Regions from separate parts of the Mus musculus genome. Here regions 1, 2, 3, 5, 6 and 7 are each linked to region 4. The links are chromatin contacts, called in public HiChIP or PLAC-seq, Micro-C and promoter capture Hi-C maps. All regions are on one chromosome and are shown on one strand. Each heading gives the region's core, a stretch centred on a gene start, on an enhancer-like site or on the middle of the called end of the contact. The rest is flanking DNA. Distances are from core to core; before and after follow the strand shown. Region 1 has its middle 85 kb from the start of Gm22741. Region 2 holds the start of Tmem41a (transmembrane protein 41a). Region 3 holds the start of Polr2h (polymerase (RNA) II (DNA directed) polypeptide H). Region 4 holds the start of Vps8 (VPS8 CORVET complex subunit). Region 5 holds the start of Senp2 (SUMO/sentrin specific peptidase 2). Region 6 has its middle 46 kb from the start of Gm22741. Region 7 holds the start of Igf2bp2 (insulin-like growth factor 2 mRNA binding protein 2).

The links. Promoter capture Hi-C pulls out the DNA fragments that hold promoters and counts their contacts. Hi-C and Micro-C count contacts between places; a contact is called where the count stands out from the background. HiChIP or PLAC-seq counts read pairs in DNA pulled down with a chosen protein or histone mark.
Region 1: a contact with region 4 is called in a promoter capture Hi-C map of embryonic stem cells, with 2.9 times the contacts expected there. The contact joins the enhancer-like site here to the promoter of Vps8 in region 4. A contact is called at or near these places in 8 of 39 promoter capture datasets (the 3T3-L1 cell line, 3T3-L1-derived adipocytes, the C10 cell line and 4 more) and 1 of 484 Hi-C or Micro-C datasets (cortical neurons).
Region 2: an H3K27ac HiChIP or PLAC-seq map of microglia shows a contact between it and region 4, with 7 times the contacts expected there. The contact joins the promoter of Tmem41a here to the promoter of Vps8 in region 4. A contact is called at or near these places in 1 of 39 promoter capture datasets (pre-B cells), 2 of 115 datasets of contacts at active chromatin or transcription factors (microglia and pancreatic cancer cells) and 1 of 9 other capture datasets (liver).
Region 3: a contact with region 4 is called in an H3K27ac HiChIP or PLAC-seq map of extraembryonic endoderm stem cells. The contact joins the promoter of Polr2h here to the promoter of Vps8 in region 4. A contact is called at or near these places in 17 of 39 promoter capture datasets (the 3T3-L1 cell line, 3T3-L1-derived adipocytes, the C10 cell line and 10 more), 1 of 15 datasets of contacts at CTCF or cohesin (embryonic stem cells), 5 of 484 Hi-C or Micro-C datasets (CD4 T cells, the N1E-115 cell line, embryonic stem cells and 2 more), 18 of 115 datasets of contacts at active chromatin or transcription factors (the SCID.adh cell line, SST interneurons, astrocytes and 11 more) and 3 of 9 other capture datasets (adipose tissue, embryonic stem cells and liver).
Region 5: a contact with region 4 is called in a promoter capture Hi-C map of pre-B cells. The contact joins the promoter of Senp2 here to the promoter of Vps8 in region 4. A contact is called at or near these places in 5 of 39 promoter capture datasets (the C10 cell line, the HPC-7 cell line, liver and 1 more), 1 of 15 datasets of contacts at CTCF or cohesin (large pre-B cells), 4 of 484 Hi-C or Micro-C datasets (CD4 T cells, Sertoli cells, embryonic stem cells and 1 more), 3 of 115 datasets of contacts at active chromatin or transcription factors (the SCID.adh cell line, memory CD8 T cells and pancreatic cancer cells) and 2 of 9 other capture datasets (adipose tissue and pancreatic islet).
Region 6: a contact with region 4 is called in a promoter capture Hi-C map of embryonic stem cells, with 3 times the contacts expected there. The contact joins the enhancer-like site here to the promoter of Vps8 in region 4. A contact is called at or near these places in 7 of 39 promoter capture datasets (the 3T3-L1 cell line, 3T3-L1-derived adipocytes, cranial neural crest and 3 more), 2 of 484 Hi-C or Micro-C datasets (the C2C12 cell line and the G1E-ER4 cell line), 4 of 115 datasets of contacts at active chromatin or transcription factors (embryonic stem cells, pancreatic cancer cells and stem cell-derived neural progenitor cells) and 1 of 9 other capture datasets (adipose tissue).
Region 7: a contact with region 4 is called in a Micro-C map of embryonic stem cells, with 4 times the contacts expected there. The contact joins the promoter of Igf2bp2 here to the promoter of Vps8 in region 4. A contact is called at or near these places in 1 of 484 Hi-C or Micro-C datasets (embryonic stem cells) and 1 of 115 datasets of contacts at active chromatin or transcription factors (pancreatic cancer cells).

Annotation. Positions count from the first base shown.
Region 1 is chr16:20,828,311-20,831,554 of GRCm38.p6, reverse strand. No RefSeq gene overlaps it. Among named protein-coding and RNA genes, the nearest start is that of Gm22741, 85 kb to the right of the region's middle. Within about 2 kb of position 1,259, at least 49 of the 459 cell types and tissues checked have an H3K27ac peak or open chromatin away from gene starts, as enhancers often do. A contact at or near this core is called in embryonic stem cells, where this site is marked.
Region 2 is chr16:21,946,228-21,949,129 of GRCm38.p6, reverse strand. It overlaps Tmem41a (transmembrane protein 41a), which reads left to right and starts at 1,578. Exons shown (of 5, transcript NM_025693.4): 1 at 1,578-1,762. The coding sequence starts at 1,644.
Region 3 is chr16:20,716,183-20,719,285 of GRCm38.p6, reverse strand. It overlaps Polr2h (polymerase (RNA) II (DNA directed) polypeptide H), which reads right to left and starts at 1,460. Exons shown (of 5, transcript NM_145632.2): 1 at 1,292-1,460; 2 at 379-462; 3 at 202-295. The coding sequence starts at 1,364. It overlaps Clcn2 (chloride channel, voltage-sensitive 2), which reads left to right and starts at 2,650. Exons shown (of 24, transcript NM_009900.2): 1 at 2,650-3,103.
Region 4 is chr16:21,421,528-21,424,623 of GRCm38.p6, reverse strand. It overlaps Vps8 (VPS8 CORVET complex subunit), which reads right to left and starts at 1,506. Exons shown (of 47, transcript NM_001285893.1): 1 at 1,399-1,506.
Region 5 is chr16:22,007,823-22,010,745 of GRCm38.p6, reverse strand. It overlaps Senp2 (SUMO/sentrin specific peptidase 2), which reads right to left and starts at 1,262. Exons shown (of 17, transcript NM_029457.3): 1 at 1,004-1,262. The coding sequence starts at 1,104.
Region 6 is chr16:20,790,227-20,793,293 of GRCm38.p6, reverse strand. No RefSeq gene overlaps it. Among named protein-coding and RNA genes, the nearest start is that of Gm22741, 46 kb to the right of the region's middle. Within about 2 kb of position 1,298, at least 9 of the 459 cell types and tissues checked have an H3K27ac peak or open chromatin away from gene starts, as enhancers often do. A contact at or near this core is called in embryonic stem cells, where this site is marked.
Region 7 is chr16:22,162,007-22,165,030 of GRCm38.p6, reverse strand. Igf2bp2 (insulin-like growth factor 2 mRNA binding protein 2) reads left to right here and starts at 1,732. Exons shown (of 16, transcript NM_183029.2): 1 at 1,732-2,245. The coding sequence starts at 2,068.

The DNA.
Region 1 (3,244 bases), core at 10-2,509, 590 kb after region 4:
CAGTGTTTTTGATAAGAGAAAGGGAGGGGTGGGTGAAGAGGCTCATCGGTGAAGTGCTTACCATACAAGTCTGAGGCATGAACTCATTCCCTGACCTGAAGTGGAAAGAGAGAAGGGATTTAAAGTTGCCCTCTGACATTCACATCGGTCTGCTGGCATCCATGTGTGTGCCATGCTTCCATACAGAGAGAAGAGGGGAGATCCACCATGCCTGCATGCACAGAGAGAGAAAGGGGGCCCCACCATGCCTGCATACACACAGAGAAAGGGGTCCCAATATGCCTGAGTACACACAGTGTCCTGCCATGCCTACATACACAAAGAAAGAAGAGGGGTCCCACCATGCCTGCATATACACAGAAAAAAAGGGGGTCCAGTAATCCTACATACACAGGGAAAAGGGGGGGGGGGAACCCCTGCTAGTTCTCTTTAATTGCAGGTCCCACATCTGTCCAGAATTGTTCATGCTTTGCAGACCTTGAAAATTCTCTGGAAGCACATAAGGCTGGCCACAACAAGGTGACAGCAGCCCCACCTGGGCAGCTTCCTCCCACTGTCCCACTTCCCACACAACCACAGCAGTTGATCCAGCAGGCTACCTTCCTTCAGTTTCGGGAGCAAAGAGTCCAGCAGTCCAAGATGAGATTTCCAGCACAGCTTTCTTCAGGGGCATCTTCCTCACAAAACATTTCCATCTTTTTTCTGCATACTTATTCATAGCCTCAGAGTGCCCTGGGGGGATCTTTTTATTTATTTATTTATTTTATGTTTATGGAATAAAGGTGCTGTGCACCATGGTGCATGGTCAGGAAGGTCAGAGAACCAATCTGTTGGTTCTTTTCTCCCACTGAGCTACGTCATGAGGCTTTGAGGCCAAGGCCTTTATGCACTGAGCCATCACACCCATACCACAACATTCTTAAGACAGATATTTTGGCTGCTATTGTTGTTCTCATTTTAAAGAAAATCACAGGACAAGTTGGCTTCCCAATTTAGATTTTCCCATTTATAACCCATATTGGTACTTGGTAGGAAATGTGTAGTAAGGCTGTGTCATGCTTAAACACGTTGGCACTTTTCCTTTCTCATATATACGTGTAATATTTTCCATCTTAAGGAGAAGAAAATTTAATTTCTAAGATCTCAAAGAGGTAAGGCAAGTGTTGCCCAAATAGTTGAGTCTGTCTGGCACCTCTGGCCCCAGACATGGGGGAGGGAGACAAGGGGAGGGGAGGGCACACTCAATGATGACGAGGAAACCCAGATCACTGTAGGGTACTTTCCATCTCTGCCCCAGCCACTTATCAGGGTCTAGAGGACTGAGAGCTTGTGTTGGGGGAGAGACAGGAAGTTTTAGCATCTGGTAACACCTTGGCAGGATGTGACTTGGAGCTGCCTGGTTAGCTGACACACCCTCTCTGACATCCAAGCCAAATACTCTAAGGACAGTGCTCAGCCCAGTCAAGCCCACAGCTGCAAGGAAAGAGGGGGTGGGGAGCATTCCAGCCCTGCCTTGGCTTCATCTTTGCGCTACTGCTTCCTGGTGTGTTTCTTTGTCACGTCTGTAAGCTTGAAAGTGACTTACACTGTGTCAAGCAGTATGGCATAGACCACATAAGGATGGGGGAGTTCATTCATGAAGTTGGTCCGTACAAGAAGGAACCTAGCACTTGCCAGCTGCAAAGGAGCTGGGCGTGCCAAGCATTCCCAACATAGGTTGGTTAATAAGCCTAGCCCTGCAGAGTGCTCACAAACACCTCGGTGTGGAATGCCTAATGAGGAAAGAAAAGATATTTACCATACATTACTAAGTAAAGGCTCCACACACAGGATTCTTTCTTTGTAATCAAAGTGTTCTTGCTTGACAGAGTCCTTTTCTAAGCCAGGCCTGAAAGGCAAAGGTACAGGCTGGATGCACCCCTCCTCTGACAAACAATCAGGTTACAGTCACCCCCATCTTTTCCACATCCCTCACAGGGGATCTGTTGGCCTTCCCACACCCTTCCGATACAAAGGGAGTTGTAGTCACATTCCATCCCCCAGACAATTGAGGAAGTAATGCTACACCATGGGCTGACCTCTCTCAGTCACTCCAGAGCCTCCAAGTAACAGAGTGCCCAGCTACAGAGTTACAGAGTGACACCCCACCTCAAAACAACAAAATAAAGCAAGCAGGATAACAGTACTCATCTGCCAAATCTCCCCCTCAGTCACCCCAGTTGCCCCACTTCTGGTAGGAGCTACATCTGTGAAGCCAGGATATAGTTTGAGCCCTTCCTCAAGGAAGAAGGAACACACAGACACACACATTTTAACGTACTTACATACTTGCAGGTGTGTTTATGGTTTCGTCCTCACACCGAGTTGGTTCATAATAAGGAAGTTGCTGGACCACCAGAGACCAAGCTGAATGCAAATCTAAGTTTGAAAGTTCTCCTCTTGTGAGACTATGCCGGGGCCTAGCAAACACAGAAGTGGATGCTCACAGTCAGCTATTGAATGGACCACAGGGCCCCCAATGGAGGAACTAGAGAAAGCACCCAAGGAACTAAAGGGAACTGCAACCCTATAGGTGGAACAACAATATGAACTAACCAGTACCCGGGAGCTCTTGTCTCTAGCTGCATATGTATCAAAAGATGGCCTAGTCAGCCATCACTGCAAAGAGAGACCCATTGGACTTGCAAACTTTATATGCCCCAGTACAGGGGAACCCCAGGGCCAAAAAGGGGGAGTGGGTGGGTAGGGGAGTCGGGGGTGGGTGGGTATGGGGGACTTTTGGTATAGCATTGGAAATGTAAATGAGCTAAATACCTAATAAAAAATGGAAAAAAAAAGTTCTCAGGAGGCAGTCTGTACAGACATACCTCTGCCCACTGCAAAGATGTCTGTCCACCTTCTCCCCCATAGCACCTCAAAGAAGGGTGTCTGCAGGATGGGACCGTGGGATGTTTCCCAGGCAAGCCTGGGAGTCTGACAGCCCTTTCTTGTGCGTGGTAGCTGCTCTGGCTTAGGATTCTGACAGATTGTTTATTTTGACTCTTCTTTGTTGTGAGGTATATTCATCAGAGAAGACTGCTGGACCTGGGTTTAAGTCAATAGAAAAATCTTTATTAACCAGTGGATAACTACACTGCTTGTTCAGGATCCCAGAGTAGCCCCGAGCCTTTTTCAGGCTGAGCTTTTAAGCACAAAAACCACGTTCCGTGTTGACGTTCTGTGTTGACATACTTTAGTTTACAAG
Region 2 (2,902 bases), core at 329-2,828, 520 kb before region 4:
ACTATCCGCCACCCCACCCCTTCTTCCCGGCTCTCACAGTACATTCTTAATTTTGAAACTTGTTTGACTCTTAGTCTCCCTGCTCTCCGTGCCATAACTGAATCTTAGTTCCTATCTATGGGGGCCCTTCTACTCAAACCACGACACGATACCAGCTCAGAATATGTAAAACTGCCCCTTAACCTCCGAGTCCTGAGATGATCGACATTTGGGTTGCTCCCAGTCCCTTGATATCAAAACAAGGCCAAGCATATTTGTGGGTTCAGTTCTTGGATGTCAACTTGCTAGGTCTTTGATGCATGCTCCCTGTTTGAACCAAAGAAGTGCTCTGAAGTGCTTCATGCCTTTTGACTCTGAAGAACTCACCCAATGGGTCGGTCCTATGTGCTGTCACTTCTCATCCCCACTGTGCAGCCTGTCCCTTTTGCCCTGTTCCCACTGCCGTGGTCCTTTCCGTCCCTCCCTCCCCGCAACCTGAGGTATTTACTGTTAACTTGGAGCCTACTCTAACCACTTGCTCTGACATTCTCAAAGGAGAACGGACACTGTCCCTCCTTTTCTCCTCCTCCCTGTTTTTTGAAGACAGTTTGTCACTGTAACCCCAGGCTGTCTTCAGTCTCCATTCTGCCTCAGGGTTCCATGTGCTGGGACTGCAAACACACAACACGATGTCTGCCTAGCAGAATGGTTCTTACTGAATGCTGCCAGGCTCATCTCCCCACAGTTTCCTGGGGTCCCTTGCCCAAACTATCTTCTAGCACTCTCCAAGTGGACAATAGCCATTCATTTCTCCCAAACCTTCGGCTTCCCTGAAGGTTGCCTTACTTAGGGCCATCTCACTTGCCCCTCTGCTTGCTCATCCAGAGAGTAAACGCAGTGCTCACCTCTTTCAGACTCCACACAGTGCAAGGACCACACTAGTTTTGGAGTTTTGAATCTGGGTTTTCTTTTTGAGAGATGTCATTCTCACTACCCGGCTACCCTGCCCCTTTCTGAATTTTTGCTTAGTATTTAAAGATGACTGAACCCTGGGCCTTCCTTCTCTTCAAGTGCTGGGGTCAGTCACATGAACACCATGTCTAGCACCACAGACTCTTTCTAAGACTCAGATGTGTGTTACAGCTAGTGTGTGCACGCTAGCTCCTACACAAGAGTTATGGCAGTAAGCGTTTTCATCCGTTGAGGCACACTGAAATGTGTTTATGAGTACTGGGGATAATGAGCACACTTCAGGTACTGAATAGAAGGCATGTCTGTTTATTTCTGTGGTGGTCATTACCTTCTTTCCACAACCATCGGTGTCAGTCTCACATTTGTTGGCTTCATTTGCTTTGTGGGACAGACTGTGGACAAGACTGACCGCCATGCTGCAAGCTAGGTTGTGGCAGGCTCACAACTCAGCCCCAGATCTCCCAGCTCTGTCACAGGGAAGGCGTTGGAGGTGTTCAGTGTAGAGCCAGCAGGAGCACTTTAGACTAGAGCGATCAGTCCCTGGCGGGGGCGGGGCCTGCGGCGGGCCGAGGGCGGAGCTTTGCGAGGGCCACGCCCTGCCCGTCCAAGAACGCGCTCCGCCCGCCCAGTCGGCGCACGGGGAGGGCTCTGCGTTGCCACGGGGGGAGCGCGCTCTCCGGCCAGGCCGCGGCATGCGCGCGCTGCTCGGCTTGCTCCTCGTATTCGGAGGCTGCACCTTCGCATTATACCTGCTCTCCACGCGGCTGCCCTTGGGGCCGAGGCTGGCGGCGGCCGGGGAGCCCGAAGGCCGGTGAGAGGGAGGACACCGGGCGGTGGCCTGGGAGGAGGTCGGAGGGTTGGCAGTGATGCCTCGGGGGCCCTTGCACTTCTCTGCACACGCGGTCGCCTTCCAGCCCCAGCCATCTCGGCTACCGTGGCTCTCCTTCCTCAACCCAATTACCACAGCAGCCAGTCTTCAGAGGTGCAGCCCGGACTTGGAGTGACGAGGCTATGATCCAGTTTGCCCTCTTCCTGCCTGTCTCTGCTTCCCATGACAGCTGGGCGAGGCAGAAGGCTTGTCGGTCGGGTTTCCGACTGCTGCTTATTACTTTGAAAGTGCATAGAGTGTGTCTGGCACGTTGCCGCATTACCAAGAGGCGTTAACTGCATTCGAGTTGTTTTCAGTTACCATTGTCTTTTTGTGGAGCTGAAAAAACTCTCTTGTGGATGTCAGAGGTACTCATGAGAACTAGGAGGGGCTTGCTCATAGTTTATCTCTGCTGGAGCAAAGAACTGTTGAGATGGCAGAGGCAGGGTAGTCTTTGTTCTGTGACCTTTGGACGGGATCCACGGTGTACCAGGCCTAGCGCAGGGTGAAGAGGGAGGCTCTCGGAAAGGGTTGGCCTCCAGCCATGTTATCAAGAAAGCTGTATTTATTATGATGGGAGGTATGTGTCCACGGGGATTCTTTTAAAGTGATGAAATTGTTGTTTTTTGCCTAGTACATCTGGGTAACATGCTGTCTAAATAGTTGTGTGTTTGCTTGGGAGAGGGTCTCCTAGAAAGGACGGCAATTCATGATGATATGCAGTTGCCTGGAGATGAATATACTTGTGTCTTCGGACAAGATAAAAAGAGACCGAGGATGCAAGTCAGTGCTGGAGCCGATGCTCTCAGCATGGTGGAGGCTGTGGGGTTCCATCTTAAAACCCCTAAATAAGTGAAGAGGGTGTGTAGTGGTTATCCAGCACCAGACCCTTTTTAGGCAAGGAAAACAAGACCCGTGGTCACTCCAAGGTCACACAACAGGAACACTGTAGAGTGAGGGTGCCAGCCCAGGGCACTTGTTCCCACTCCAGGGCTCTCCTGTCTGCCTCTGTTGTTTTATCTTGGGTCAGCTGTCATCTTGAGTTCTTTCAATGTCTGGTGGCCAGATGACCTGTTTACAAAC
Region 3 (3,103 bases), core at 211-2,710, 710 kb after region 4:
TATATATTATATCTAATATATAACATTATATAACTTATGTTATACATTGTCATGTAATGTGCATAGTATATAATACATATTGTATCCAAGAAATCAAATTTTCTATAACATATAGTTATACATATGTATATCCATAATCTACATATTATACTTTCTCTGCACTATATTCTTATCTTAGTCACTTGTTTACTGCTACCTCACCTGGAAGGCCTGTCATCTGTGGGGTTGTATTCACCATCATCCAAGGTACCATCTTCATACAAAGTACTAGCTATAACCAACCGGAACTTGTCACCTGAATAGAGCAGCAACATCAGGGTAAAGAAGTAGACACCTAAGACCAAAATCCTCTTGCCATTGCCCGTATTCAATACTTACCTAAGTCCACAGGGTAAATCTGAATGTTTACATCTAAGATGAGGTCCATCTTGAAAGATTCACTCTCACAGTGCAGCCGGGATACTGGGGAAGAGTGCATGACAGACATGATTACAAAGTCTATCGATGCCAGCTTGGGGTCAAATGCAAGAGATCAAATCATCTAACATGCACACACCCACCAGCCTCCCACAACTGCAATCAGAATCAGATTCACAAGAGGGAAGAAGGCAGTAACCTCAGCAAGTGACAGGGTCCCAAGCAAGCGGCAAAGCTCCTCCAGCAGTGGCCAGTCTCCAGGCTCTAACTAAAAACGCCTGGATGATTTAGACTAGAGTCTCACTGGTCCTGAGACTTCCTCTTTCTAGCAGGAGACACTGCTGAGGGAATCTGAGGGATGTATTCAAAACTGACATCTGTCTTAAGACATTTGCCTCCAGGCTAAGCGACACCAAGAAGAAACAACTTCCGGATCGTTGGGAAAATAAATACACCAAGCGGTCAACTGAATGAAATTCAGAGAGCTTCGGAAAGAGCTAACTTGTTCTTAGGCTAATACAAAATTATTGGTTAGGAAGGCAGGTAGGTAACTCGCTGCAAGACCTGGGGTAACAAAAGAGATAAGGCACCATCTACTTTTTCCAAGAATAAAGTTCAGAGCACGGTAGAGCACATAATAACTGTGTAGGGAGTTAGAAAGGTTCCCAGGGGTATGCCAGCACCCAGCTAAGGGCCACCCACCGGGCACCAGGCACCGCAAATATAATAGAAAAAGCTGTCTCAAGTTTCTCATTCACGAAAAAAAAAAAAAAACTGTTTCCTGAGGGAGGTACCGAGAGGGTGGGGCGGGCCAGCCACTTGGGGTGGGTGGGCATGTTGGCCACTTCCCTCCTACCGCCCCGACACCGCTTACCTCGGTCAAATTTCTTGCCTTCTGGGTCGATGTCTTTCACATCGAAAATATCCTCGAACAGGATGCCCGCCATCGCGAAGGGCACGAAAGCTGCAGAGGATGTGAGCGCGCGGCCACCACTGGGGATTCGCGCACCCCCTCACGTGGAGAAAAGTAAGACAGGGCAGAGTACCGCCCCAAAAGCGGCAACGAGGCCGAGGGCGCGTGCGCACGGGCTGCAGTCACGCAGCCACTTCCGCTGCCTCCTTCTCGGGGCTTCTTCACTTCCGCCGGGAAGGGCCACCTCCGAGGTGCTCGGGCCTTGTGGGCGAGTCTCAAAACTCGGTGACTCCGTCCAAGGCGGGGACAGATTAAGTCCCACCTCCGACGGGGTACCGCGCTGCGCCCGGCTCGACGGCGCCCTCTTCAGACTGTGGATCCCAAAGCGTGGAAAGCTTGGGGGCCTAACCCAGCCAGGAACCTTGATCCTTGGCCCAGAGAAGCCCGGCCCTAGCCCTTCCCTGAAGTCCGCGTGCCGGCCGAGGGCACAGTCCGCGCTGCAGGCAGGTGGAGCAGAACCCCGCCCGCAGAGCACCAGCCCTCCAGGACCCGGTGCCCAGCCCCTCAGACTGTCACCAAGATCCCCAAAGCTGGTGCGAGCTGGCTCGGACCAGCTAGACATCACCGGAGCCGGGTGCGTCCGGTTTGGGAATTTGCCATGATGTCACTCTCGGGGAAAGGAAAGCCCGCATTGTGCCCTCCCCTGGGGCTTCACCTCCTCGCCACTCCCGTCTTCCCTTGGCCCTGCTTGGCACTAGCCTCACACTGATCCCCTAGAACACTGCCAACTGAACTTGGTACTGCCTGTCACCCCACTATACCACCCTCTTCTGGACACTGAAGTGCGCCTTTCACTGGGAGGCGACAGCTCGCAATACCTTCTTTCTAGGTGCTACCTCCTCTCATTACAGCCCCTGTGCTGGGCACCCTCTTGTTTCTTGAATGAGTCTTCATCCTGGTACTATTCTTTCTCCACAGATTTCTGGACACTGTCCTCTCCAGTGGCTCCAACCTAACGCTGCCCATCCTCTTTGTGCCCTCGACACCTTCTTCTTGTCCTTCCCAGGACCCCGAAAGACAATGTGGAGCCTCAGTAGGCCGTTTCCTCAGGGCGTCAGCAGCTACTCAAATTCCCCCTTAAGCGGTGCCTGGGAGGAGCGACCTCTGCTCCCCCCCCCCCCCACACACACACACACACCCGCCTCCCAGGAGCGGCCTCCCCCGCACCAATAGCTCCCTTCCCTCGGGCCTCACCCCTTCCCGTCCCCTCCCACCTCCACCTCCGCCCCTCTTTCCAGGCCTAGCCATTCCAGGTGCACCTTCCCGGGGGAACCCGGAGGAAAGGAAGGAGAAAGGGAGGCAAGGAGGGAGCCGGCTCTCGGGCATCCTCCCAGATGCGTCTGAGCCGCCTGAAAGTGTGAAGCAGAGGCTGCCCCTGTCCGGTCTGGCTTAGAGAGCCCGAATTAGCTTTTGTCAGTAGCCCCCTACCCCAGTTCAAGAGTCCCCACATCTCCAGCCCCTCCCGCACAACGCTGCAGCCGCGGGAGAGCCCGTCCCTTCCACGTGCCAGCAGACCCGCCCCCGCCCGGCCCCCGCACCCTCAGGGCGCTGGGTTAATCCCGGGCCTCCGTGGCGAAGGGGTGCGAGATCGTGTTTCAAGCGCCCCCTGCCGCCTCTCCGGACACCAGGAGGCGGCCCCAATGCAGACCCCGGCCGGGCAGGGACGCCCCTGCAGATGGGCCGGGGCGGAGCAGCAAAGCAGGGCACCGCCCT
Region 4 (3,096 bases), core at 257-2,756:
GCACAAATATGAGAACCTGAGTTTGATACCCCAAAGCCTACACTTACAAAGCTGAGCATGGTGGTAAGAGCCTGTAAACCTGGAAAGGAGGGAGAGATGGAGACATGGCCCCGAAGGCTTATTAGCTCATCTAGCTGAATCAGCAGGCTGTGCCTTGAGCAATAGGTCCTGTCTCAAAATAGAGGGGTGGGAGAGATGGCTCAGCGATTAAAAAGGTATACTGCTCTTATATAGGGCCAGAGTTTGGTTCCCAGCACCAACACGGGGTAGCTCACAACAGCTCGTAACTCCAGCTCTAGGGCCTTACTTCTCCTATCCCAATGGCTAAAATGTTTATGGACTAGTGGGGATAACACTAAGAGTCACTAAGAAACCCCCAAATTCTGGAAGACAGAATGCACTCAACGACTGCCAACAGTCCAATTACAAAAGAAACATATAAAGAAAAAAAAATCAGCACCTTATTCTGTTAGAGGTCTGTAAAGAATTTTCTCACATAACTCAGTCACTTCCCGCATACAAGGCTCAACAGTTCAAACAAAACTGCTCCATTTATCTTTATTGTGTATTCTACAGACCAGGTCAGCTAGTGCTAGAGGAGTCAATACTTTTCTGCTTAGATGTCAACGTGAGCAAACCCATGACTTAAACACATGTGGGTTCCCCCATCCTCAATCTATATTGGAAGCACTTCAAACACAGAAGTGTAACATAAACCCACACACAACGATGTGCAATTTTCTCCCAAACAGAGACACCTGGAACAGAGTTAGCGGCACTAGCCAACATCTGTGCTTACGTTACTTGGGCTTTTTGGGGGGGGTTAGGGGGTGGGGTGTCCAGTAGAGTGGGCAGTACAGTAACAAGCATTCTGGCAAATAGAGCCCCGCCTACTTATGAGAAGGCTCCAGCAGCTACTCCGGATAAGCCAGTACAATCCTTCCATTGAAACATGTCCACTTAGTACACCCAAACTCTGGATTGCCGCGTGCCTCTGTCCCCCGAGTGCCACACCTAGACAACAAGCCAAGGCACAGGGGTGCCCCCCACCTTGCGGCCCTCGGATTGGGGCACACCTGGCAGGAGGCGAGGAGGAAGCGGCAGCACGGGCTGCACGTCAGTCGGACCGGGTGAGAACCTCCACGCCGTGCGGCGGGCGTGGGAGGGACAGCACCCACCTCCCGGCCGCAGTCCGGGCGTGAGCGCGCCAGTCCGGTATCCCCGCAGGCGGCCGGACCCGGGTGGAAACTGCTAACCTAGTGCGAAGTCAGACTCCTGAGCCAGCCCGCGGTGGCCACAGGGTCTGCGGGAGCCACTGGGGCGCAGCTCCGTCTGCGCACCCCTGCCGCGCCGGCCCGCACCCGCCGCCCCGCCCCACCCGTTCGGAATACGTGTTACCTGAGCCGGCGTCTGCCTTGACGGGACCCCAGCACACGTGACCCCGCGGAGGCCAGCCCACGCACGCGCAGTCTCGGCAGCTGGCGGGCGCGCTTCCGCTCTCTTCCCCAGAGACGCCCTGCACTGGGCGGTGCGAGCCTCTGCGTCACGCCCTCCTTAAAGGGAGACTCTGTCCGGCCTCCAGGGACGCTCAAGGAGCCCTGGCATCTGAGCCGGAGGAGTCTAGCAAATAGAGGTCCTCAGATTAAAAGGAACGTCCCTTTCAATCAGCTCACCTGAACTTCCATAAACTCACCCCAAAACGAGGTGTCAAGGATCGTCCAGCCATCAGGCGCGCAGGAGCCTGAGGCAGAAGGAGCATATTGAGTTCAAACTAGTCTGGGATACCGACACAGACCTGTCTCAGATTCGACAAATAGATAAATGGATGGATGGATACACAGTGCAGGGTTAGGAGTGGATATGGAATTCGTTTCGTTGGATTTGGTAGTGTCCACTAATTCGTTTTCTTTTGAAAGGTGAACACAGAATTGCTGGGTTTTGGTGGGTAATTTTGGGGGGAAGGGGAAACATTGTTTTTGCAAATAAGGATGGATACTGAAAACTTCTTTTCCAAATTATCATTTTTAGTTGTCATTGTTCCATCAAAAAATAATAGAGTGGGTCACATTATTAAATAGAGAAGGCATCTTTTTTTTCCCTAATATGCTACTGGAAAAAGCTATTTCAGGATAGTTTGGCGTTTACAATTGCCACTATATGGTATCATTAACCCAAGGAGGCAGATAACATAGTTGTTGGACTTGTCTGTGAGGGAGAAATGAGGAGGGAGAGTGTGGGAAGATACCTCAGGAGGAGTTACATTGAGTATCAACCAGGCTCACTGTAGGTCTGTCCTGTAAGTACATTAGGACTGTCAGTAAAGGCCAGCTGATCACAGTGACATAAAGAAACTATAGGGCTGTCATTTTTAGGGTCACGGATGAAGGAAAATAATCAACACCTTAGCTAAAAAAAAGGGGGGGGAGCAGGGAGTGAGGAGACTTCTGTAGGCAGGAGCCAGAGAGACTGCCTAACTGAGGGAACAGTGGGATTAGTTACAAGCCAAGGTGAGTTTAGGGACAAGTTGCTAGCCTGATGTGGCTAGGGTACAGGCAGTGGCTTCCAAACATCTTTAATAATCACTCACAGAAACACATTTCAGCCATGACTCTGTGTGTGTGAGTGTGTGTGTATGAGACACACACACACAGAGAAAGAGAGAGAGAGAGAGAGAGAGAGAGAGAGAGAGAGAGAGAGAGAGAGAGAGACCCGTCTAAAGTAGGTTAGACAGAATGGTGACACCAGAACCCTGAGCCCTGAGTGACAGAGAATTGTTAAAGTTCTGGGAAGAACGGAATTCAGCTGACACATTGGGGAATGGGGCTATAGGACATGAAAAATGGGAAGATTGTTAATTGACATTTTCAAAATGTTTTACAGTCGTCACACACTTATTCTAGAGAACTTCAGAAAGCAAAGCCAAGTCTTGTGGGTGGATGTTGTAGAAGAGCAGATTTCAACTCGAGATACCTGAGAAATCCCTTCCCGTGACCGCCTCTCATATCCCTTGTTGACAACACGGAGCAGGCCACAGGCTTGCCTGAACAGTGCTACTTAACTAAAAATAGAAATAGTGTATGCTTGTTATAGAAAGCT
Region 5 (2,923 bases), core at 13-2,512, 590 kb before region 4:
AGAAAGCAGCTAGAAGTCAAGGCTGGCCAGGACACATCCACACTCAGGTTTGGGTCGGCATACTGCTGACTCCGAGGGACTATGAATGAAAATGTGAGGCGATCACCAGTCCCTGTTCGATAAATATGCAGTTTCATTGTGCACCAGATCCAGTTGGGGGAGAATAAACTATTCTTACATAAGCATCAGTTTGAGAACTTTATAACATCTTAACCGATTCTTATCTGAACCCCATGGAACTGTAGAAGCCATGGGACTACATGCTACAGTTTAGCGAACAACCAGTTTCACCAATGACCTACATTCCTGGAGTCATCTATGAATCATTTTGATCTACTTCCCCTAATCCAATCTTTTGTCCACTTCTCTTGACCTGGAAACAAAAATAATCACCATCATCATAATAATAAGTGAAGTAGACATAGCAGAGGAAGGAAAGGGAGGGAGAATGTAAGAGTGGGAGACAGGGGGGAGTATAGAAGTTGTAGAATATTTTGTTTTCTAGATAAACCCTTAAAAGGGAAGACACTGTAAAGTAAATAAAGGAGTAGATGCTAAGTACTAATATTTGTCATTTCCTTCTAATTTTAACCGAATCTTACAAGAGTGCGGTACGTAAATACTTTCTGCCTCTTACAAGGATGTTAAAGAACAGGACCATTCCCTTCCCCTGCAGCCCAACACACACACCCCGACAGTTGCTGTCGAACAAGACAACTGCTGTTCCTCGGTGCGAAGACAACAGCACTCGCAGTCAAACGACTACGGGCAAACTCCTAACCTAGTGACTCGCTCCTGCGCTGTCCGCCCGCGACGACACCGGGCGACAGGAGCCGTATCCGGCGAGCAGCACATCGCCGGCCTCCCGTTCCCCTTCCGCTCGCAGCTAGAGGGACGGACTCTCCCCAGGCCTCCGCGGTCCCGTAGTCGCCGGTTCCCACAGGCCCGCGGCGCCCAACGCCAGCGCGGGGGAGGGGACCCGACCGGCGCGCGGCCACCTTACCTGCTGGAGCGCCGCCTCTTGAGTAGGGCGCGGGCCCCGGGCGCGGGCCGCTCACACAAGCGAAGAATGGTGCCGAGAACCTTAGCCAGCCATCTGTACATTCCAGGCCTGAGCAGCAGCGGCGGCCGACACACCCCGAGACGCGAACCCCAGAGCTGTCGCCGCCGCCGCCGCCGCCGCCGCCGCCGTCGCCGCTGCCGCTGCCGCTGCCGCTGCCGCCTTCGCCGCTTCAGCCGTAGCCAGGATCAGGCGCGGACTTGTGACGCCATCAGAGGGCCCACAGATTTAACGTTCCCCGGGCTAGGGGAGGACTCTCTAGAAGCCGTTGACGTCACCTTCTTCCGCCCAACGGGAAAGCGGCCTCCGGAGTCTGAGCATGCGCAGTCTGGGCCTGCTCCTTGTAAGCCTAGCAACAGGAAGCGGGACGGGGAGAGCGGGCTCTTGCGCGGGTCTGACTGGCAGACCGAAGGGCGGGGCTTTCTCTTTGGCAGAGCCAGTCAGGAGTCGATCTCGGGACAAGGCCCACAGACCCAAACCACGTGTATCGATGCTGGGCCGGGAGAGCTACCCAAGCAACCCGACAGTGGAGGGTTCTGTAAAAGAATGCGCAGGGTGGAAAATAGGTCAGGTTAGTTAATGAGTATGTAAGGGTTTGCGCTTTATTTTGTATATACATTGGTCTAATACTTTACCCGGATTGCCGTCATGTTTACAGCAACCGGACACAGTGGGGAATTTTAGGAATGTCATAAAAACCAAAGGTATATAGCAATTAAACCATGTGCCTAAGAAAATGGAGCTAACCACTAGCATTTGAGCCAGTCTAACTATTAGGGCTCATTCCGCACGCATACGTGCAAGTTTACTGGGAGAGACATTTTCATAGATACTTATAAATTAGAATACAAGGTCACCTGCTTATGTGATAAATGATTGTAATGCGCAATGGAACTAGAGAAAGTTAAACCAGATGCTGGGGAGTGAGTAGGGCAGACGGACACGACTTCTTAGGAAAAGCTTCCGAGAAACAGGGACTGAATGATTCCTGTGGCCTTTTCTAATCAGCTTGTCTCTTCCCCTCAGCTGTCAGGTAGCAATCAATTCTCATTATCCTCTCTGGGAATGTATACACTTTTCTTTTCTTCTCTTCTCTTCTCTTCTCTTCTCTTCTCTTCTCTTCTCTTCTCTTCTTTCTTTCTTCCTTTTTGTTGTTTTGTTGTTGTTGTTGTTGTTGTTTTTTGAGACAGAGTTTCTCTGTATAGCCCTGACTGTCCTGGAACTCACTTTGTAGACCAGGCTGGCCTCGAACTCAGAAATCTGCCTGCCTCTGCCTCCCGAGTGCTGGGATTAAAGGAAAACCATTAGAAATAAATGTCTAAATAATATCTCCTATGGACTTAAGCATAATGTCTGGGAGTGCAGTCCCTTGAAGTATTAAAAACAGTCTCAAAGCCGGGCGGTGGTGGCACATGACTTTAATCCCAGCACTTGGGAGGCAGAGGCAGGCAGATTTCTGAGTTCAAGGGCCAGCCTGGTCTACAGACTGAGTTCCAGGACAGTCAGGGCTACACAGAGAAACCCTGTCTCAAAAAACAAAAACCCAAAAAACAAAAACAAAAACAGTCACTGCTGGGCATAGTGGCACATGCCTTTAATGCCGGCACTTGGGAGGTAGAGATAGGTGGATCTCTGTGAATTAGAGGCCAGCCTGGTCTACGCAATTAGTTCCAGAATAACCAGAACTAAGTAGAAAGACCTTCTCATAAACAAACAAAACAACAACAACAAAAACCAGGCTCTATCTTTCCTATTGGGTGTATAAGGCCATATGCTAATGAAAATTACCTGCCTAATGCACACACCGGGGCATTGAGGATCTACCTGGTCCTCAGATGTGAGCTCTCAACTACTGGTCCAGCA
Region 6 (3,067 bases), core at 49-2,548, 630 kb after region 4:
GATAGTTCAGTTGGTAACTGCTCACTTCACAAACACAAGGACCCAAGTTCAGATCCACAGCACCCATGTGAAAGCTGGGATACAGTGACACGTGCCTGTAACCAGCACTTACCATTCCACAGCACTGTTCATTGAAAAAGAGTCAGGACAGGGACACAAGCAGGGCAGGAACCTGGAGACAGGAGCTGGTGCAGAGGCTATGCAGGGTGCTGCTTCCTGGCTTGTTCCCCATGGCTCACTCAGACTGCTTCCTTATAGAACACAGAACCACAAGCCCAGGTTGTCCTCACCCACAATGCTCTTGGCTCTCTCACATCAATCACTAATTAAGAAAATATCCTACAGGGTTGTCTATGGCCCAAACGTATGGAGGCATTTTCTCAACTGAGGCTCCATCCTCTCTGGTGACTCCAGCTTGTGTAAACTTGACGTAAAATTAGCCAGAGCAGCCAGGTTTGATAAGAAAGATTCTGTCTCAAAGATAAGGTGGAGAGCTATAGAAAAAAGGTAGCACCAGCCTCTGGTCGCCACATGTACACACACATACACGTAAGAGCATTCACTTGCACATATGTGTACATGCACACACACACATAGGCATGAGCATGCACATACACACAAACATACCAGGATCCAGAGTTGGATGTGGTGGTACAAATCTATAATCTCAACTTTCTAAGCCATTGACAAGAGGATCAACACACGTTTGAGGCCAGACTGGTCTGCAGAGTCAGTTCCAGGACAGCAAGGGATGCAAAGTGAGACCTGTCTAAAAAAAAAAAAAAAAAAAGTGCCAGATTTATTCTTCCACGAATAACCCCAGGGAAATGAGAGCTCCCTTCAAGTCCATGGATGAACACAAGGACTCCTGTGATTAGAGGGACCCCCCACACTAACCAGGCCAAAGAATGCTAAGGATTATGACTTTGCCCAGGTCCGAGTGTATCTGTATCATGAGGGCAGAAATTCTGTAACTGACATCCTGGGTACCACACGAACTTTGACAGTGTCATAAGACAGAAGTGTGTGGGACTTAGAAAGCAGTATGGGCAATTCCCAAGTAACTTTTGCCTCAGTCCTGTTCGGAGCAGTATTGTGTGTAGTTTTTGGCTACCCCACCTTATGTTCCTGGGCTGGGCATGTTACCAGCCACCCACCCAGGCTCTCTTGGATCCCAGTGTTGTGCATGAACCTGGTGCTGTTTGTATTTTGATGCTAATTCTGCTCTCCTGGGAGGGGCTGCTGACAAGGAATGAGTCAAGTACTCGGGTGACTTCTTGTGAACCAATTCCCTAATGAATAAAGGAGCCAATCCATGGGCAAGTAGGTGGAACTTCCGGGTTGGGTTGAGAAAGAGAAGACGGAGGAGAGGGTTAGAGGGGCGTTTTTTGGAATGGGGAAGGGCAAGATGTAGCTGCTAGAGTTTCCTGGTGTCATGGCAGGTCCGTCGGGATTCACCACCAGAAGAATCAGATTTAACACAGTTTACAAGATAAGGTTTTAGTTATTGTGCCCAGAGATTGAGTTACCATTGTTTCTGAGCTAAATTTGTGTGGTGTTTTTTCATCTCGCAGTGATTCAACTGGGTTCCAGAGAGAAAGGTACAGCGACAAATTGTGCGTTCATCTGATGTGCACCACAAAGGTCGTGGGGGCTTTGAAGCATGGGGTTGGCGTGGTAGTGACCTGCCAGTGGGAACCTAGCGAGCTGGGTGGAGAGATTGTGGAATTCTGAGTCAGAGTCCCCATGATACAATAACAGGTCGGCCACTGCCCACCAGTGCATGGCTGGCCAGCCCCACAGGGCAGAGAATTGCCAGTGCCCAGCAGTAGTGCAAGAAGCTTGTTGGTCGTGTTTTAAAATTTCTTGCAACATACTCGGATGGAAAACACACGCGCGTGCGGATGGATACACACACACACACACACACACACACACACACACACACACACACACACCAGCTAATTTTAAAATGCCTTGGCTAATGCAAAGGCTGGGTACTCCTAAACCTTCCCCTGCTACCTCAGGCCCAATTGGGTAAGTGGCCACTTACCTGAAAACTCACGTGCTGTTTGGTTTTATCTCCTGCTGCAACTGAATCTCCTTCCTCTTCCCCAGTCCTCGAGATTCTCTCTGTGCTTTACCCACGCCACTATAAGTGTTCACCCCATGCCCAACCATTGGCCACTGGCATCTTTATTGATAGATCAAAAACCAACTGGGGACAAGGACCTTCAGTGTCTGGATAGCAGATTCAAAGCATTAGCACCAATCTCCAGCGGGGCAGGGACAGCATAGGGCTGACCTCAGCCCCTGCCCCAAACTCAGACTCAGAAGCCCAAGGCCTCTAACGTTCTGGTAATCCCTCCTCCCCTCCAAGGTTTTCCCCATTTTGGCTAATCTTACTGTGAATAAAGTATTACTTGTGACAGAAAAAGAGGAGGAAGAAGAAGGAGGAGAAGAACGAGGAGGAGAAGAAGGAAGAGGAGAAATGGCAACCTGTAACCACATTGGAACGTCTAGATAGTTATAGCAAGACCTTAATACCTTAATAGCATTTATTTCTGAGTGTTACGATTTTAGTTGGCCAGGTATGAGTGTTGCACACCTATACTCCCCGCACTCAGAAAACAGAGGCAGACAGATTTCTGTGAACTCAAGGCCAGCCTGGTCTATGTATCAAGTTCCAGGCAGGAGTGATGAGACCTTCTCTTAATTAATTAAGTTTTTAAAATGTTAAAATATTTTAGGTGGGGCTGGAGAGATGGCTCAGTGGTTCAGAACACTGACTGGTCTTCCAGAGGTCCTGAGTTCAAATCCCAGTAGCCACGTGGTAGCTCACAACAATATGTAATGGGATCCAATGCCCTCTTCTTCTGGTGTGTCTGAAGAAAGCAATGGTGTACTCATATTCATAAAATAAGTAAACACTTGGGAGGCAGAGGCAGGCGGATTTCTGAGTTCGAGGCCAGCCTGGTCTACAAAGTGAGTTCCAGGACAGCCAGGGCTACACAGAGAAACCCTGTCTCAAAAAACAAAAATAAACAAAAAACAAATAAACAAATCT
Region 7 (3,024 bases), core at 483-2,982, 740 kb before region 4:
AACAAAAACAAGTCAGAAAAACCACAAGAGGTGTGGAGAAAAGTGTCCTTTGTGATCACTAAGGCCGTGCTATCTTCTTGAAATACCATTTACAATGTCAACAAGATAGAACACACTAAAGACAGCAAAAAGCAGCTACCTCCCAGAAAGATGTCTGCAAGTAATCTCAGAGGCAGTGTAAAAGAGGGCTCCCCTCACCCCCGGAAACCTATGCTAAGAAAGAATCGGTCTACTGCATGTGCTGCTCTTCAGGGTAGCCATGGTTTGGCCACAAACACTTGACATGTTTGAAAATGTAATGCAACAACCAAAAAGGCTCCCTAACCTTTCAGCCAGGGAGAACACCAACCCGTGGTAATTCCTTGTCTTCTGTAGCCTGTAACTATGACTTACTGTGAATGGGCAAACATAGCCTTACAAAGATGACGGCCTAATTAGCAGCCTCCGTGTAAATAATCTGAAGGCGGCTTCCAGTCTGCCGTGAGTTGTGCAGCACTCACAAGTTGTTTTCACTGGCGAGCTTCTTCCACATTTTACTCAGGAAGCATCTATCCCTGGTTTATCTGTCAGTCTGGGCAACACTATCAAAGCCCTATTCCCAGTTCTAGAAGCAGTAAAGTCCAGAGAGGAAAATGTGTGGATAGTTGATGAAAGCTAGAATTGAGATGTCAGTAAATATCTAGATGAGAAAGAATCATCCATCACTTCCTTATCAAGACAAGTAATTAAGGACCGCTCCCCCTGTCCTGTCCACCCAGCTTTTAAGTTTCCCTGGGTAAAGAAATGGAAGCAGAGTGCAGTGTGTCACACATTACTCAGCTAGCCTTTTATGTCACCCTCACAAGGGGTGGTTGTTTTATTTTCTCTAGGGATAAAAGTTAGGCTCAGGGATGTTGGCACACTTTGGGGCATACTGCTGGATCTGAGTATAGAGGAGACAGACCCTATGGCCCATGGTGACTTCTCCACCCAGACATACCTCCCAACACGTAAGCCTTCTAAAAAACCAAGGAACACTTCCCGGATCACACAGAAGTCCAAAGCCATCTCACCTCAAAATCCCTCCGTTCTTTTCTGGAGCCCTTTATTTCTACGATTCCCACGGAGCCATGTGACTTAGATTGCCGCTTGGCAATCTGTCTGGCTCCTTCCCGGGAGAGGGACTAGGACCCTGCCTCTTCCGTCCTCCGCGTGGAAGGACAACTTTCTTCTCCAGTTCCTTCCCTCTCCAGTTCCTTCCAGAGTTCAGGGAACGCCTACCAAGCCTGGGACTGAAACCCGCCCCTCAGCCTGTGCATCGTCACCTCGGCCATCACCTGGCCTCGGGTCTGGCTCTCCTTTCTTGGTTGGGGAAACCGAGGCTCGGCGCCACGGTAACTTTACTAGAATACACGGTCTGGGGGAGGGGACCCGTGTGTTCCTCCGTCCTTTGACCACATGCGCCCCCTTCTTCCAAGAGCTTGGCTCGCAGCGAGTCTCTAGATCGGTGCGTGGCTCGGGACGCGCGAGGAAAGTTGTCAGCCCTAGCGTGCAGAGCTCTCCTCAAGGTGCACCTCACTCTGGCCCCGCGCCCACGTCGCGTCCACCTTGCACACACCCCGCCCACGTCCGCGCCCCTCACCTCCCGCGCGCCGCCTGGCTCCGCCGCTCCCGGCCCCGTTGGGGCCGCCGCCGCTTCCGCCCGCCGGGCGCGCAGCCTGGGAGCGCCGAGCCCTCGGAGCGCGCGGCGCGGGACGGGCAGGGCGCGCACTCTCGGCGGTGCACACGCCGCTCCAACTCTCAGGCGCGCGGGGTGCGTCCGCCCGCCGCCGCCGCCCCGGCACCGGGAGGCAGAGCAAGCGCTTTGTCCGCACGCCCGCTCGGGACTCTGCCCGGAGGAGGCAGCCGCGCCGAGTCCCCGCCTCCGCCTCTGCCCCCGGGCGGGCCGGGCCGGCCGCGGTGGGGGGAGCCAGGCTGAGGGCGAGGGTGGGGGCGGGGGCGGGCGCAGGAGGAGAGAGGAGGGCAGCGGAGGCGGCGGGAGCGCCGGGTGCCGGGCCGGGGGAGCCGCGGGCTCTCGGGAAGACGCGGATGATGAACAAGCTGTACATTGGGAACCTGAGCCCCGCCGTCACCGCCGACGACCTCCGGCAGCTCTTCGGGGACAGGAAGCTGCCCCTGGCGGGACAGGTCCTACTCAAGTCCGGCTACGCCTTCGTGGACTACCCCGACCAGAACTGGGCCATCCGCGCCATCGAGACCCTCTCGGGTGAGCACTCGGCGCAGCCCACGCCGCGCCTCGCCGGCTCGGGACGGCGGCAGCGGGGAGGCCGAGCCCCATGGGCCGCGCCCGCCGCGACTCCCGAGCCCTCACGCTCACTTTCACGCACCAGCCCCGCGACTCTCGCGGCGGGCTGGCTCCGGGATGGCCGGCTGCCCTGCCCCCACCGCGGGGGCTAACACAGACCCTTGGGCCTCAGAGTCGAGGCGACCCTGTGCCCCTCCGAGGGTCCCCAGGCTCGCTGGCTCCCTAGGAGCGCCCCTGGAGTGCCCAGCTGCTCTCCAGAGCTTCCCCCGCCCCCACCTTTGCAGAGTCCCCCGTTTTTCTTTTTCTAGACCCTTCTAGTACCCCCTTTGCCAGGGACCCCCCCAAATCCAGCATCTCTCCTCCTAGCCAGACCTTCCTTCTTCCCATGCCTCGTGCCAAAGACCTCTCGCCCTCTGTCGTCTCCCAAGCCGCACTCTCCTTTTGAGACCCCCTCTTGTCTTCTGGCCCCCCACTTTCGGCATCTCCTCGACTTCACCTACTGAACCCTTCGAGGTCTTGGGGTTTTTCCCCACCTGGCCCTTGTCGGACCGCACATCTCCCTCGGTCCTTTCCCGAAGCTCAGTTCCCTCTCTCTGGTCTCGGAAGCGCTCCTATTTTTCCCTGAATTTTTTGTCCGATTTTATTGAGAAGAACTCGGGGCTGGGGGCTTTCCGCCTCCCGTCTCCCCGCCTCCTGCTCGGCCAGGAGCACCTTTTTACGAGGTACCCTGTCTCAACTCG